Regions from separate parts of the Mus musculus genome. Here regions 1 and 3 are each linked to region 2. The links are chromatin contacts, called in public HiChIP or PLAC-seq maps. All regions are on one chromosome and are shown on one strand. The core of a region is the stretch at or near the end of the contact, and the rest is flanking DNA. Distances in the headings are between cores, read along the strand shown.

Evidence for each region. HiChIP or PLAC-seq counts read pairs in DNA pulled down with a chosen protein or histone mark.
Region 1: a contact with region 2 is called in a CTCF HiChIP or PLAC-seq map of the NIH/3T3 cell line, with 7 read pairs. The contact joins two enhancer-like sites. A contact is called at or near these places in 1 of 15 datasets of contacts at CTCF or cohesin (the NIH/3T3 cell line), 4 of 484 Hi-C or Micro-C datasets (the 3T3-L1 cell line, cumulus cells, embryonic fibroblasts and 1 more), 2 of 115 datasets of contacts at active chromatin or transcription factors (CD8 T cells and effector CD8 T cells) and 2 of 9 other capture datasets (adipose tissue and liver).
Region 3: a contact with region 2 is called in an H3K27ac HiChIP or PLAC-seq map of the NIH/3T3 cell line, with 3 times the contacts expected there. The contact joins two enhancer-like sites. A contact is called at or near these places in 2 of 15 datasets of contacts at CTCF or cohesin (both in the NIH/3T3 cell line), 1 of 484 Hi-C or Micro-C datasets (cerebral cortex), 4 of 115 datasets of contacts at active chromatin or transcription factors (CD8 T cells, the NIH/3T3 cell line, cardiomyocytes and 1 more) and 3 of 9 other capture datasets (adipose tissue, liver and pancreatic islet).

Annotation. Positions count from the first base shown.
Region 1 is chr5:32,054,527-32,058,553 of GRCm38.p6, forward strand. It overlaps Babam2 (BRISC and BRCA1 A complex member 2), which reads left to right. Exons shown (of 12, transcript NM_144541.1): 11 at 2,985-3,138. Among named protein-coding and RNA genes, the nearest start is that of Gm40277, 34 kb to the right of the region's middle. Within about 2 kb of position 1,320, at least 30 of the 459 cell types and tissues checked have an H3K27ac peak or open chromatin away from gene starts, as enhancers often do. A contact at or near this core is called in the NIH/3T3 cell line, where this site is marked.
Region 2 is chr5:31,712,982-31,717,550 of GRCm38.p6, forward strand. All of the region lies in intron 2 of Babam2 (BRISC and BRCA1 A complex member 2), which reads left to right. Among named protein-coding and RNA genes, the nearest start is that of Babam2, 17 kb to the left of the region's middle. Within about 2 kb of position 2,735, at least 38 of the 459 cell types and tissues checked have an H3K27ac peak or open chromatin away from gene starts, as enhancers often do. A contact at or near this core is called in the NIH/3T3 cell line, where this site is marked.
Region 3 is chr5:31,982,408-31,986,969 of GRCm38.p6, forward strand. The region is part of intron 7 of Babam2 (BRISC and BRCA1 A complex member 2); the gene reads left to right. Gm52770 (a long non-coding RNA gene) reads right to left here. Exons shown (of 3, transcript XR_003955739.1): 2 at 449-600. Among named protein-coding and RNA genes, the nearest start is that of Gm52770, 14 kb to the right of the region's middle. Within about 2 kb of position 2,039, at least 107 of the 459 cell types and tissues checked have an H3K27ac peak or open chromatin away from gene starts, as enhancers often do. A contact at or near this core is called in the NIH/3T3 cell line, where this site is marked.

The sequences.
Region 1 (4,027 bases), core at 70-2,569, 340 kb after region 2:
CAGTATAGAGCTTGCTGATATTTAAGTAAAAACAAAAATCATGTCTTACTTGAGTGGGTAAATAGATATTTCTGGTTTTTAATGTTTCTAATACTAATTGGCATTTGAGTCAAAGAAAATAGTTCAAAACTAGGAAATAATATATTTCTAAACATATCAAATACTAATACCAGCAACTCACTTCTGCAAAACAAAATCGTGGGAAAAAAGATTAGAAGGCATTCCAGCCAGATGCAGGAGTGTATACCTATGTCCCAGATACTCTGGAGTCAGAGGCCAAAGGATCTCATGAGCCCAGGAGTTTGGCACCAGCCAGAGCACTAAACCAAGACCTGTATAAAAGTTTCTTTTTTCAGGGGACTGGGAGAATGGCTCAGTCCATAAAGTACTAGCAAGAAGCCCTGAGTTCGATCCCTATTAAAAGCTCTGCGTTGTGACCTGTGCTTGTGATCCCAGCTGAAAGGGCCGATGCACGGGATGCTCAGGCGTAGGCCAGCTGGCCTCGTCCAACTGTGAGCTTCAGGCCACTGGAGAGATCCTTTCTCAAAAAGGTGGATGCCATTCCTTAGAATGACATCTTCCTTTGACCACCACAAGCACAAGCACTGACACATGTACTTACATCCACATATACTCACACACACTTACACACTCACACACTCACGCACACACACTCACGCACTCACGCACACACACTTCTTTTTTTTTTTTTTTTTTTTTTTAGAAAAATGTAGTCTAAAGTCCCCAAAGCCAGTAGCTTGAAAGCCACATAGCCTGTAGTCATAGCTACATTACTTTTGATAGTGAGTGATGGCTGTTTATAAATGATTGCATTGAATTCTTTTATTTAAAATTACTCTTTTTTCATAGGTAAACTAGCATGTTAAATACTTTTCTATTATTAATGATCGGTTTGGAGGTTAATCTGAATGTTGTTTCCTATTTGGAAACTCGGGTGTTACTCAGCAGTTGCAATTGAAGTTGAGGAAAAGTGTACAATGAACAGGCATTTGTTCCTAAAAACTTATCAGAGGGAATTAAATGAGCATCAGAAAGGACGTAACAGGGTTAGAAATCAGTGTTTGTTCCGAGTAGCCAAGGATGTTACAGACCAAGCCTGCTATAGGGAAGGACCTACAAGGATTTTCTAAATTGAGGTATTTGTCATTTGGATTGGTGTTTTCATACTTTTGTTGTTCTGTGTTATACAATCTCTGTTTCATAAAAATAGCCATGTATGGAGGCTATCATACTGTGGCACTGAGAAATGTGACTAAAAAGTGGTCATTCTCAGTCCTGCCCCTTTTTGTTGGTAGTGGTGTGAGTCACCAGTAGAAACCCCCTGTGCCACTGAGTCAGACATCGTCAGAGTCGGGTACACTCAGAAGTCTGAGAGGCTCTACCAACAACACAGGTTTTTGCTGGTTGGTTGGTTGGTTTTGGTTTTGGGGGGGCAGTGAGTTATTGTTGGGAGATTTCTTTAAAAAAACAAAAACAAAAACCATGAAGCTAACTTTTCCTTTGAGAAGTCACATCTAGGGAAAGCGCTAGGATCAGCAGTATGCACCGAAGGAGGGAGGGAGGGAGGGGGAGAGGAGGGGAGAGGAGGGGAGAGAAGGGGAGAGGAGGGGAGGGGTAGGACTGCACTCCACAGCATCCTTACATGTTGCTTTAATATGTATCTGTTTGTGCAGCTAACATTTCCATCCTTGTTCATGCTTTACAGTGGAGGCTCTGGCTTACTGACTGAGTTGTAATTGCAACACAATTTTAAGCAGGTTATTGGAGAGTATTCTGCAGTGTCACACAGTAGGAGCCAAAGATTCCAATCCTGGCTTTAGATTTTGTCCCCTGCTGCTGCCCAGTCTATGAGAAAGTTGACAAAGTCCACGAACTTTCTAGTTTACTCAGCTGTTAAACACACAGTTTCAAAATAATGTCCCTTTCTTGAAGTTTTAATTAACAAAGCATCTAAAATGAACTCTGCAAAGCTAGAAAATCTATACACATCATTACTGCATTTGTTAATGTGCCTATTCTCTGTCCTGGAAATGGGTAACATTTACACAAACTTTGTCTACCTCAGAGAATGTTGAAACAGTTTCTGGGGATGCTTTGCCTCCACTAAAACTAACAAGAGATTTTATTTTAAAAACTTGACTTAACCCCCAAATGAAATGCTAAAGCAACACTACATATTAGCAGGGGGCTTGGGCTCAGCTCTGATGGGCAGCAGCAGAGTCTCTGTTCAGATTTGCCCCTGTTGCGGCCCACTAAGGAGCTCCCTCTGATTTACAAGATATAAATATATGTGGTAACATATGTGGGAAAAAAAGGAAAGTGCTGAGTATGGAGATTTCACGACTTGATTGGAAGCAGAATGATAATTTTATTTTTCTGGAAGTCTAGTTGGTGCATCCTATCAAAGCCCTCTTTGTCCCTTTTCCAAGTTTGTTCTTGAAAACCATCTTTCATCCTGCTCCCCCATCAGATTGTAGGTGAGGAAGACACAGTCCCGCCCTTGAAAAGCGTATGGCATAATGGAAACTTAACACAGTTACATGGCTAGCTCTGCAATGGCAATGGGCAAGGCCAGGGCCCAGGAGGTCGGACAGTGTGGGACGCCATTCTGGTTATGCCTAAGATTCTGCATGTGTCACGGCTTCTGTGGTCCCTCATGCCATTGCTTTGATCCAAACCTCAATCGGTGCTTGTGGCTCCAATTGTCATGTACCCAGCATTCTGAGTTAGCCAAAAACATGTCTTAAGATGTGTTTATTGCTGAGCAGTGGTGTCAAATGTCTCTAATCCCTGCACTTGGGAATGAAGCAGAGTCAGGTGGATCTCTGTGAGTTTGAGGCCAGCTTGGTCTACAGAATGAGTTTCAGGACATCCAGGACTATACAGAGAAGCCCTGCCTTGGGAGAAACAAAAAGGATGTATTTATGAACTCTAACCATCTTTTCCCCTTTTTTGCCTTGCAGTTGACCTGCCCCTGTTTTTCCCTCGAGATCAGCCTACGCTCACATTTCAGTCAGTCTATCACTTTACCAACAGTGGACAGCTTTACTCCCAAGCACAAAAAAACTACCCATACAGCCCCAGATGGGATGGAAATGAAATGGCCAAGAGAGCAAAGTAAGTGGTACATTGTTAGTTGACTGGCCGTGAGTGGCCTCTTTGGGTTGTTTGTTTGTTTGGTTGGTTGGTTGGTTTTTGTTTTGGTAAATGGATTGTAGGAGATATGAGATAGCAAGTTAAGTTGTAGATAAATAATGTCAATAATAAAAATGATGGCAACCACTTATGTATTTTAAATGATAAATTTCAAATGTTGGTAAACAGATTTTCTAGTGAATAGTCAGTATATGAGTTCAGTGTCTATTATTCCATGGGAAGCTGCATCTCATGAATTATGTTTCTCCTGTGTGTTGCATGGATTTGTATACTCAAGTACACAGACTCCTTAGATCTGCAAACACTGCTGTGGAACTTGTGTCTCAATGGAGATTAAAGTTACTAGCCTTAATAGTTGAGTATAGAAAGGCTGTCACTATAGTCATAAGGACCAGGTTGATCCAGAAACATGGTGAGTGCTATGGTAAAGACTTCAGGGTCTGGGCCAGCAGTGTATGGACCATTGCCTCCTAGCCTGAAGCAGCAGTAGATTGAAGTGGGATTTTCCAAACATAAACCATAGTGTGGTGTGTGGCAAATACTTTATCACTCTGCACAGCCATGTGCTCTTACCTGTGATCTCAGCTGAAGGGTGGGCAGAGCCAAAGAATCATAGAAAGAGAAGTGGCTCATAAGCATCCTCCACTGCTCATCCAATAGTTACTACCCTCTACAGTGTTCCAGGCACTGTGTGCCATGCTGAGGATGTCATGATAAAGAAACTAGAAACTATCCATGGCTTCACTGAGCCTGTAGCCTAGCAAGGAGATAAATCATACCAAATTCCTGACAGCTTTAAAGTACCCATAACAAAAGATGACCTTCCAGGCTTAGAAACTTCTTGATTATT
Region 2 (4,569 bases), core at 1,485-3,984:
CCTAGCCAAATTGTTGAGCTTCAGGTTCTGCAAGAGACCCTGTCTCAAAAAAACAAGGTAGAGAGTCACAGAGGAAGACCTGTGACATTGACCTCTGGCCTTCATGTGTGCATGTGGGCACATGAACGGGAACATGCACACCCACTCATGCATTAACCTACTTGAATACACACACACACACACACACACACACACACACACACACACACCTAGAAGAAACTGTATTGAAATTGGGCCTTTCCTAGTACTGCCTTCCCTTCCATTCCTCAGTGCACCTGCTTCCTCCAGAGTAAAAACCTTTTAATGGAGAGTTAGTGATTATATTGTTATGATTATGGAGGTAGGGTATATGATTAGCTCATGCCAAGTTATTGGTTAACTCAAGCAGGGCTAGATCTAGCAGTAAGGACAATGGTATAAGCTGCTGTGAATAATGCTGTCTTTGTAATAGGAATGCTTTGATGGCTATAGTGTAATCTTTACATAGTAGTCTTTCCTTATCTGAAGTTTCGCTTTCTGTAGTTTCAGTTATTTGCAGCCACCCACGATCCAAAAATACTAGTATTTCTTGAAACTCTAAATAGAAAGCAGCCTTGTTCACATGGCTTTTATGATTGTGTATAGTTACAGTTGTTCCATCTCATTCTTGGTCATGGTTAGTTTCTTACAGTCTCTACTTTGTAAACTGAACTTCTGTAGGAAAAAACCCCCAGTATCCATAGACTTTAATAGTGTTGGGTTATTGCTGAAGGCACCACACACATTGATTACTGGACATGGAGAAATAAAGTTTGTACTGACCACGAAGCTTCCTTCCTGCTGGCTTAGCTTTCATGGTACTAGAAGGTTCTGTGTAGGCTGCTGGGGGAAAATCAGCAGCAGCCTAAGCCTTGAACACTGAGCTGCAGTGATGCCTGGAGTGGCAGGATATGCCTGTGGGTACAGTAGTGGCTTGGTTATTCTGGGGCTGCACTTTCTGATGGGGTTAAGGCCCTCTCCATGAGCATGAGAGGAAGTGCATGCCTGGTACTGTAATCTTGCCAAGGACCTGGGTCTGGTGGGGGGTTCACCTTCCCCAGGGGTGAGCCCATTAGTGCTGTTCTCCTAAGTGGACGTGGTATTTACTGCTCTCACCTCTACCTCTATAGATAATAGAGTACAGCTCTCAGGATCCAGCAGAGAGGCGTCTTTGCAGCACGTGGTGGTTAACATCGAAACTCAACACTGGTCAAAGTGCAGAGAGTGTTAGTGGAGGACTCAGTCACAAACGGAATATCTGTGTTTCCCTCCCTCTAAAAGGAGAAAGGTGATTAGAGCCAGAAGTCAGGGAGGGCCAGAGCAAAACAGTATTGTCTGGACATGGGAGGGCCTCTGTGCTTAGGAACTTACAATAGCTGTGGTTACTTGTATAAGATCAGCAAGACATTAAGCCGACGAATATTCTAGCGTGGAGAGGAAACAGCTCTTGAGCCTTTCTTTTCTAACTAAGGAACTATTGACATGGTGGCTTCTGGGTGTGAGATAGTCAGTTTCCTTTAAGGATGTGGCCCTTGGTGAGCCAACCATGCTTCAGTGGATGGCTTCATACCTGTGACTATATGGATGGCACAATTTATACTCAGTGGACTTAAATGAAGATGACGGGAAGTTGGGAGTAGGGTCAAGGGGTTGAGGGGATAGGGAGAAGAGCAGGAAGTGAATATGATCAAAAGAACATTTTATAAAATTCTCAAAGAACGAAAAAATATTATATTAAAGCTTCAGATAACAATAAAAAAATGATGCTGAGGGTTTCCACTGGGATGTGTGGGATGTGTATGCCTTGGATTGCATCCTCAGGATGAGTTCTAGTTACTTCTTTCATTTCGTCTCCTGCCTTCCTGCCTGATTGCCTTCTTGTGGGAATGTTGAGAGAATTTCATTATGTAGCCCAGGTTGGTTCCAGACTCACACAAACCGTGCTGTTTTAGTCTCTTGAGAGCTAGTATTACAGGTGTGAGCCATCGTACCTGCTGTTAGTGTTGTTTTTATTGAAGACTTTTAGCCCCCCCGGGGACGATGCCTGTTTTGTTTTACACTGCACACCTTTAACTGGCACAAAGTAGTTACTCAGTAAGTAGTTGTTGATGCTCTTGGAAACTGTGTTCTGATTGCAATAACTTCATACCAACGACTTGTATGTACTGTCCAGGTTTCCAAAGACTCAAGCTAAAATACTGTTGATTGTATCTGAATGCCAAGAAGGCAGAGCCAGTCTATAGAATAAAAGACAGAATAATTGTGTCTTTGTAGAAAAGTTCTCTCTTATATATGTGTAAGTGTATATGTTTTCATATGTATGTCTGAGTGCACGGAGAAAGCTTATTAAGAAAGATACATATTAAGTTTCATCACAGTAGTTAAGTCTAGAAAGGAAGAGAGGGGGTAATTGGAGTTTCATTTTTATTATATATTTTTTTACAGTGAAAACATTTTTTTGTATAGTTTGTAGAGCAAAAATGAGTATGTTTAAAACAAGCATATTCTGCTGTGGGAATTAAAAGACAGTAGAAGAGGAAGTTTTGGGTAGAAGAAATAGTCTAGGGGAGTCCTGAAGCTCAAAGGAAAGCCTTTGGCATTGGACACCGGGAGTCCATACAGGAACACACACTTTATGTTAAAGGAATGATGAGCTGTGAGGAACACCCATGGCAAGAACATTAATTTTACTATGAGTTGGCAGCAGATGCTGACCAAGGCCAGCAGTGAGCGCTCAGTTGTTAGTGACTGTGGTTTTTTCCATGAAGAGAATTTAGTGCTATGAGTAGCATAAATCTCTTTTCCTTAGGCTGATTTTTGCTCCCAGTAAATCTCTGTAGAATCTTAATCCCCCTCTTTAAAACATTTAAACACAGGAGGACGTAAGTCTCCAAGAGGTTATGAAACTCTTTGAAGGTTACTTAGCTGATAAGTGGTCGAGGCCTGGACTGGAGCCCAGGTCTTCTCTACCAAATGCCATGTCCTTTTTTTCCAAGAAAAAATTGGCCAAGAAATCACTAATGTGATGCACTGTTGACTGTTTTTCACCATCTCCATTTAGGAGGCCTGTATTGGTATGGACACTTAAAGAAAACCTAGTAACTGGTTAAAATTCAAATAGGATGACTTCAGAGTGGGCTGGGGAGCTGGCTCAGTGCTCCCCACTGAGGAACCGGCCATCAAACCCGAGGGCCTGAGTTTACCCACCTGATGAAAGGAGAGATCTGACCCCCTCAAGTGGTCCTCTGACCACATGCCCCGCTAAAGGAAATGTAAAAAAGAAATGTCCCAGAAAAAGTAGCTGGCTAAAAAAAAGTTTTTTAGGCAACAGTTTACTGCATTTGGGCTAAATCTGAGCAATGGGTAATTTGACAAAAATTTGTAGATGTCTAAACATTAAGCAGTATTGGGCAAGGAATTGAGTTTTATTGTTGGAACTAAGGGAGAAATCAAATAAGTTTATGTATGCTGTTGTTTACATTTTGATCTTAATTACCAGTTTTCATTATACAACTTTCTAAATAGAAAGCATAAAAGATATTGCAAGTATTAGCTAAAGGTATGATATAGGTATTATTAGCATTGCAGAATTATTTCTTATAACATAACATTATGGTACCTGGTTTGGGGGTAATGGTTTATCAGTACCATGATGTCAGAACATAGCACTGCATATTTTATTTTCCTTAGTATATTTTTCTGAGATAAAAAAATACCTTTTGGACTTATCATTGTTAAGTTTTAAAAAATGTTTTATATATATGCATATATAAATATATATTTGTACATACTTCTATAATAAAGTAAAGAAATTTGTAAATTAGGAAAGTTGTATAGTGCAGGTGGAAAATTGTAAGTCTAGACAGATTATCGGAACTGAAGGGATAATAGGTTTCAAGCATGAGTTCCAGGTGCCACAGGCTGTTACTTTATGATTGTTGTTATTTTTAATCTTGGGGCCAGACCATATCCTGGCATGTAGAGGGGAGGTCCCATCCTATTCTATACTATCTTTAGAATTCTTTTGGTGACTTATAGTCCCATGAATGATGCCAGTGTACATACTGTAAGGTTGGGTGACTCTTCAAATAGGGTCAGCAACTAGTGATTGGCTTCTCACTGGGAGCGAAGGTGTTGTATGTGCTAGAAGGGGAGCTGTGTTCGTGGTCTGTCAGTCAGAGAATCCGGTGATACGTCTTAGGTGGTGGACTGTACTGATGTGGCTGTCAGCTTAGCAGAACCCAAAGAACACTGGGAAATACTGGAATTGTGTTTGTGGCTTTTGTGAGAAAGCCAGATGAATCAAGGCGGGGGACATCAAAGACAAGCAGGTCTTCTTCATATCCTGCAGCCTTCAGCATTTAAAGAATCATCCGTGAATGTTTCTCAGAAGGGTCTTTGATAAAAGAGCAGGGTTGAAAAAAAAATCCAGTTTCTTACTGATCCTTCTGTAGTTTATCCTAAAGATGAATTACGAGGAAAACAAATGAACTCATGGACTGCCTACCCAGCTCGTCCAACTCCTTTCTTTATTCGAGCTGTCAGCTGGAA
Region 3 (4,562 bases), core at 789-3,288, 270 kb after region 2:
CTGTTCCCTTTCATCATGTTTTGTCCTCAACTTTCTCTCTGCAACCTGCTACCAAATATAAGCGCCTCCTTCTGCTTGCCACCGGGCCTCAGGAGGAGGATGGTTGTCAATGGAGAGGTGGAGAAGTGGGTCTGCTGCCATCCTGTCTGGACAGTGGCAGAATGTAGAGAGGGCTTCTGAGAAAACACTACCTGCAGCCCTGGCACTCTGGCTCCGTCCTCCTTCCCTTCAGCATTGTTCAGCTCCTTGACATGAGCGTGGTCTGACCCACTGGGCAGCTGCCAGGAGTTGTGGAGAGGGATCATAAGGGGCTTGAAATGGGAGCAGGGAGGTCAATAGGCAAATAAAATTATATGGATAATTTGGCTCATAAAGGTGGATCAGGACTGCTGAACATCCGCGCTGGAGAACACCAATTGCTTGTTAACTGAGAAGACTAGATGGGTACCTTCTCCTTCTGTGTGCTTGACAGTGTTTCTCATGCTGGGCACCCGTTGGATAGTTGGTCCTCTGGATCTGCAGCAGAACTAGCTACAGATTTGTCTCCTTCGGCTCCAAGAGAATCTCTGGAAGGCGTTTGTATTACCTGGGTGTGCTAATCTGGGACAGAAGGAAGTAGAGGCTCACTGCCTGGTACTACAGACAGCTTATACACATTCTACAGATGATGTTCAAGAAAGGCTAATTCCAACATTAGCCAAAACTGCATGCACGCCAAACCAAAACAACAGCAAAAATACCGACATTCATTTTATGAACTGCTTAATTGCCCATGTTAGTCACAAAGATCAAATCACTGCACGTGCTCCGCCTCTAAGTGCTGTTTTCCATGCTGATGAGCACGAGCCAGCTGTCATTAAACATCAGCCCTAGCACAGTATCCTAAAGATATCAAATGTGACTTCTCAACGTCCCAGTTGGGATTGTGGCATCTTACGTTAGTGCCCGGATGCTTTACTTGTTGGGCACATGTTTTTAGTTAGCTGGCAAAACGTCAGTTGATACAGGCCCATCTGTGTTAACTACAGATTCTCACATGTTGTAAGGGTCCCAGAGCCAGACCTGCACTGCTGCTAGCAACATAGATGGAGCCATTTTGGGTTAGCTTGGTTTCCTAACAGAGCCTAAAGAACCCAGAAACTTGTTCATACTCGCTAGGTAAGTATCTTCCCACTGATCTGGGTCCCCAGCAGTGTCTAAAATGTTTGCAAGCAAATTGCTTCTTTGGTTTATTGGATTTAAGACTTTCACTTCTAATGCATGATGTTTCTCTCGGGACAGGTTAGAAGAAAGTGGGAATCTAGCTTAGTGGTAGACTGTCTACTTAGTACAAGTGATAGTTTGTTAAATAAAAACATGAACCAATGAGTTTAGGCACTGGCATCAATAAGTAAGTAAAAAAAGAACCATGCCTAAGGATGTCAGGACACTGCATGGGCCTCTGTGGATAGCCCAGAGCTCCAGAAACTTAGGAGATTTGACTGGAATGTCATAGGGAAACAAACAGTCCCATGCTAAGTACAAGTTAACAGGAAGACCAACATTTTGTTGCTTCATTTTCCTATAAAGTTCTGGGTTGCTGAGTAAAGCAGAATTCCAATGCTTTGACACACCACCACATTGTTAAGATAGGCAGGATTTGATTATGGGAGAACAAGCCCCCAAAATGGTCATTACACACACACACACACACACACCCTAAGGTCTCCCTTGCTTCCTTCTCAAGGCAATGTGTGGTTGCAATTCCTCCATTTGATGTGGTTCATCCCTCGGTGCCAAACAGGGTAATGTGGGAAAATGATGACACAGCAAAAAATGAGGGTGGCAGTGACCTGCTTAGTAACAAGAGAAATAAAACAGATCTTAGAAATTGAGGCCAAAAATACCTGCTTCTCCACACAATAAGGAGAAAGAAACACAGAGTTTTTCTGTCATAGGAAACGACTAGGCTCTGCCAGCAGCTGGCACCTTATAGACCAAGCAAGGGCAAGCCAGGAAAGCCACAGGCTGGTTGGGGTAGGTGAAAAGGCAGCTGCCTGAGAAAGGGTGTGGGTTCTGTAGATCAAGGGTGTGGAGCGCCAGGGAAGAGAGAAGGGAAGCCAAGGCTGCCTTCCGGCCTAGGCACGGAACATGCTTGCAACATTTTATCATTTCAACACCATGCAGGAGGTGAGGCCTAAAAAAGCGTCACAGTTTAAAAGAAGCAAAAGATGTCCACGCAGGAGTGGGTTCTATTTATTTACAACTTTACGGCTGGACAGCTTTTCTACTGTGTGGTTTGTGACTACCCAAAGTGAAATTTTTTGAGTTTCAAAATTATCTCTTTTTGCACTGAGAAAAGAGCATATATGATTCATCTTAATATTGCCGAGGATCAGTCAGCAGCTAACAGCTAGTATTTTGGGTGGGAGGCAGGCTTCTGTAGGCAGCTTTTTCACCTAACATAGATGTAAAAAACACCAGAATATGCCTCAAGCTTCGTTCGGAATCATATAAATAGCTCGCTCTTGCACAGTTACAATCTAATGCGATCGTAAGAACTCCCACGGTTCATGAAGTGCCTGATGTGCCCCTCACCCAATGCCTAAAGAAGTCGATAGAGGAATGACACTAACTACCCCAGTGGGGTACCAAAGACACCTGACAAAGGGGCCTGCTTTTGTTTCTGCTAACATCCTCATCTTAGGCTTTTGCCTGTGTTTCCTCCTGGATGTTTCTGTTTTGGTTTTTTTTTTTTTTTTTCCAGCCTCTGTAAAACCCTCAAGTCATTCTGAGTCAAGAGACAAGCTATAGGCACTGGGCAGATCCAGCCAGTGGCTGGTAACGTGTGGCCCACCAGCTCTGAATAATCTTTGCATTTTTCTGGTTAGAAAAGCATTTAAAGAATGATGTTTCATAACTTGTAAAAACTGTATGGAATTCAATTTTCTGTAGTCATAAAGTTGCGTTGGTGCATGGCCATGCACATTCATTTACACATCTTCTAAAGCAGCAAGAGCAATATTTATTAACTGACTGTACCAAAAATGTTTACTAACCCCAACACCCTTAAAAATCTTCCTTTCCATAGTAACTATTTGAGGAAAAGAATACAGACATTTATAGACTTTGAATGTTTATTTGGGAAGTTCAACATTGTCATTTGACACAGGTAGAGTGTCCTCTATCTGAAATGTTTGGGACTAGAGTGTTTCAGGTTTGTTTTTCAAATTTTAGAATATTTCCATATGCATAAAGGTCTATATTTGAGATAGGATGCAAGTCTAACAGGAAATTTATTTATATTTCATATGTACCATATACACAGAGCCTGAAATTAATCTCATATAATAGTTTTAATGTACCTATGGGTTTGTGTCTGTGTGATGTGTTTGTGTGTGTATGTGCGTGTGTGCTTACATATACACTTATGTGTATGTATGATTTATGCATGATAAGAGACCAGGAGAGAAAGTCTGCCTTAATCTCTTGAAACAGGGTCTCTGACTCTACCTGGATCTAGACTGGTGGCCAGCAAGCTTCCATGGTTCTCCTGTCTCTTTCCCCTGCAGCACTTGGGCCACAGGCATGTATGGCCATACCTAGTCTTTATACGAGAGCTGGAGATTTGAACTAGGGTTTTCATACTTGCCCAGCAAGCTCTTGTAACCCCTGACCTATCTCCCCAGTCCTATGCCTGTGTTTTAACTGTAACCCATTCTGTAAGATTGGGCATGGAATTTTCCACTGGGAAATCAATTGGCACTTATAAAGCTTCCAGTTTTGCAGCATTTTGGATTTCAGTTTTTCAGATTAAGGATATTCCATTTGTACTACAGATATTTATTGGAAACCGAATGCAGCTTGCCATTATTGTTTTGGGTGTTACACACCTAAACAAACTCAGCAAAGTTCCCCATTCTGAAAGAGTTTGCCTTCTAATAAATGACAGTCAGGAAAGTCAGTGACAAATTAGCATAGCAAACAGAGTATCTGTCAGAGGTACAGGCCTTAGGAAGAAGCAGGACAGAACAGAGAACAAGCAGAGGTAAAGAGCCTCTGTCAGAGACCTCAGTGAGTGCCTGGGAAGCAAACAGTGAGGCAGTTCCAGACTAGCAGTGAGCCAGGTGGGCGATGCTGGAAAGTTGGGAATGGCTCCTTGGGCTGTAAGAGGAGAGACAAGGATGGGTAGCTGAGGCTTTTCATTCAGGAACTAAAAGGCAAGAGTTGCTATTACTAAATTAGGCTTTGCTGAGAACAGTTTGCTCGAAGTATATTATCTATATCAGACTATAGTATAACTCTGATCTAGAGTTATAAATTTGGAAATTGTCAGTATAAAGGGAAAAGTACTTAAGTATTAAGGTTGCTTGGTATTCATTCTAAAAGCCTGAGTTCTTTATCTCTAGGATCTTTCTTGCTGTGTGTATGTGTATGTGTGTGCGTGTGTGTGTGTGTGTGTGTGTGTGTGTGTGTGTGTGTGTATTTAAACATGGTCTTTCTTAACCTCAGATTTTGTTTCTAATTTATCATGTGTAGGCATCTGGATCTATCATTGTTTTTCTTGCTTCTTGCTAACTAGG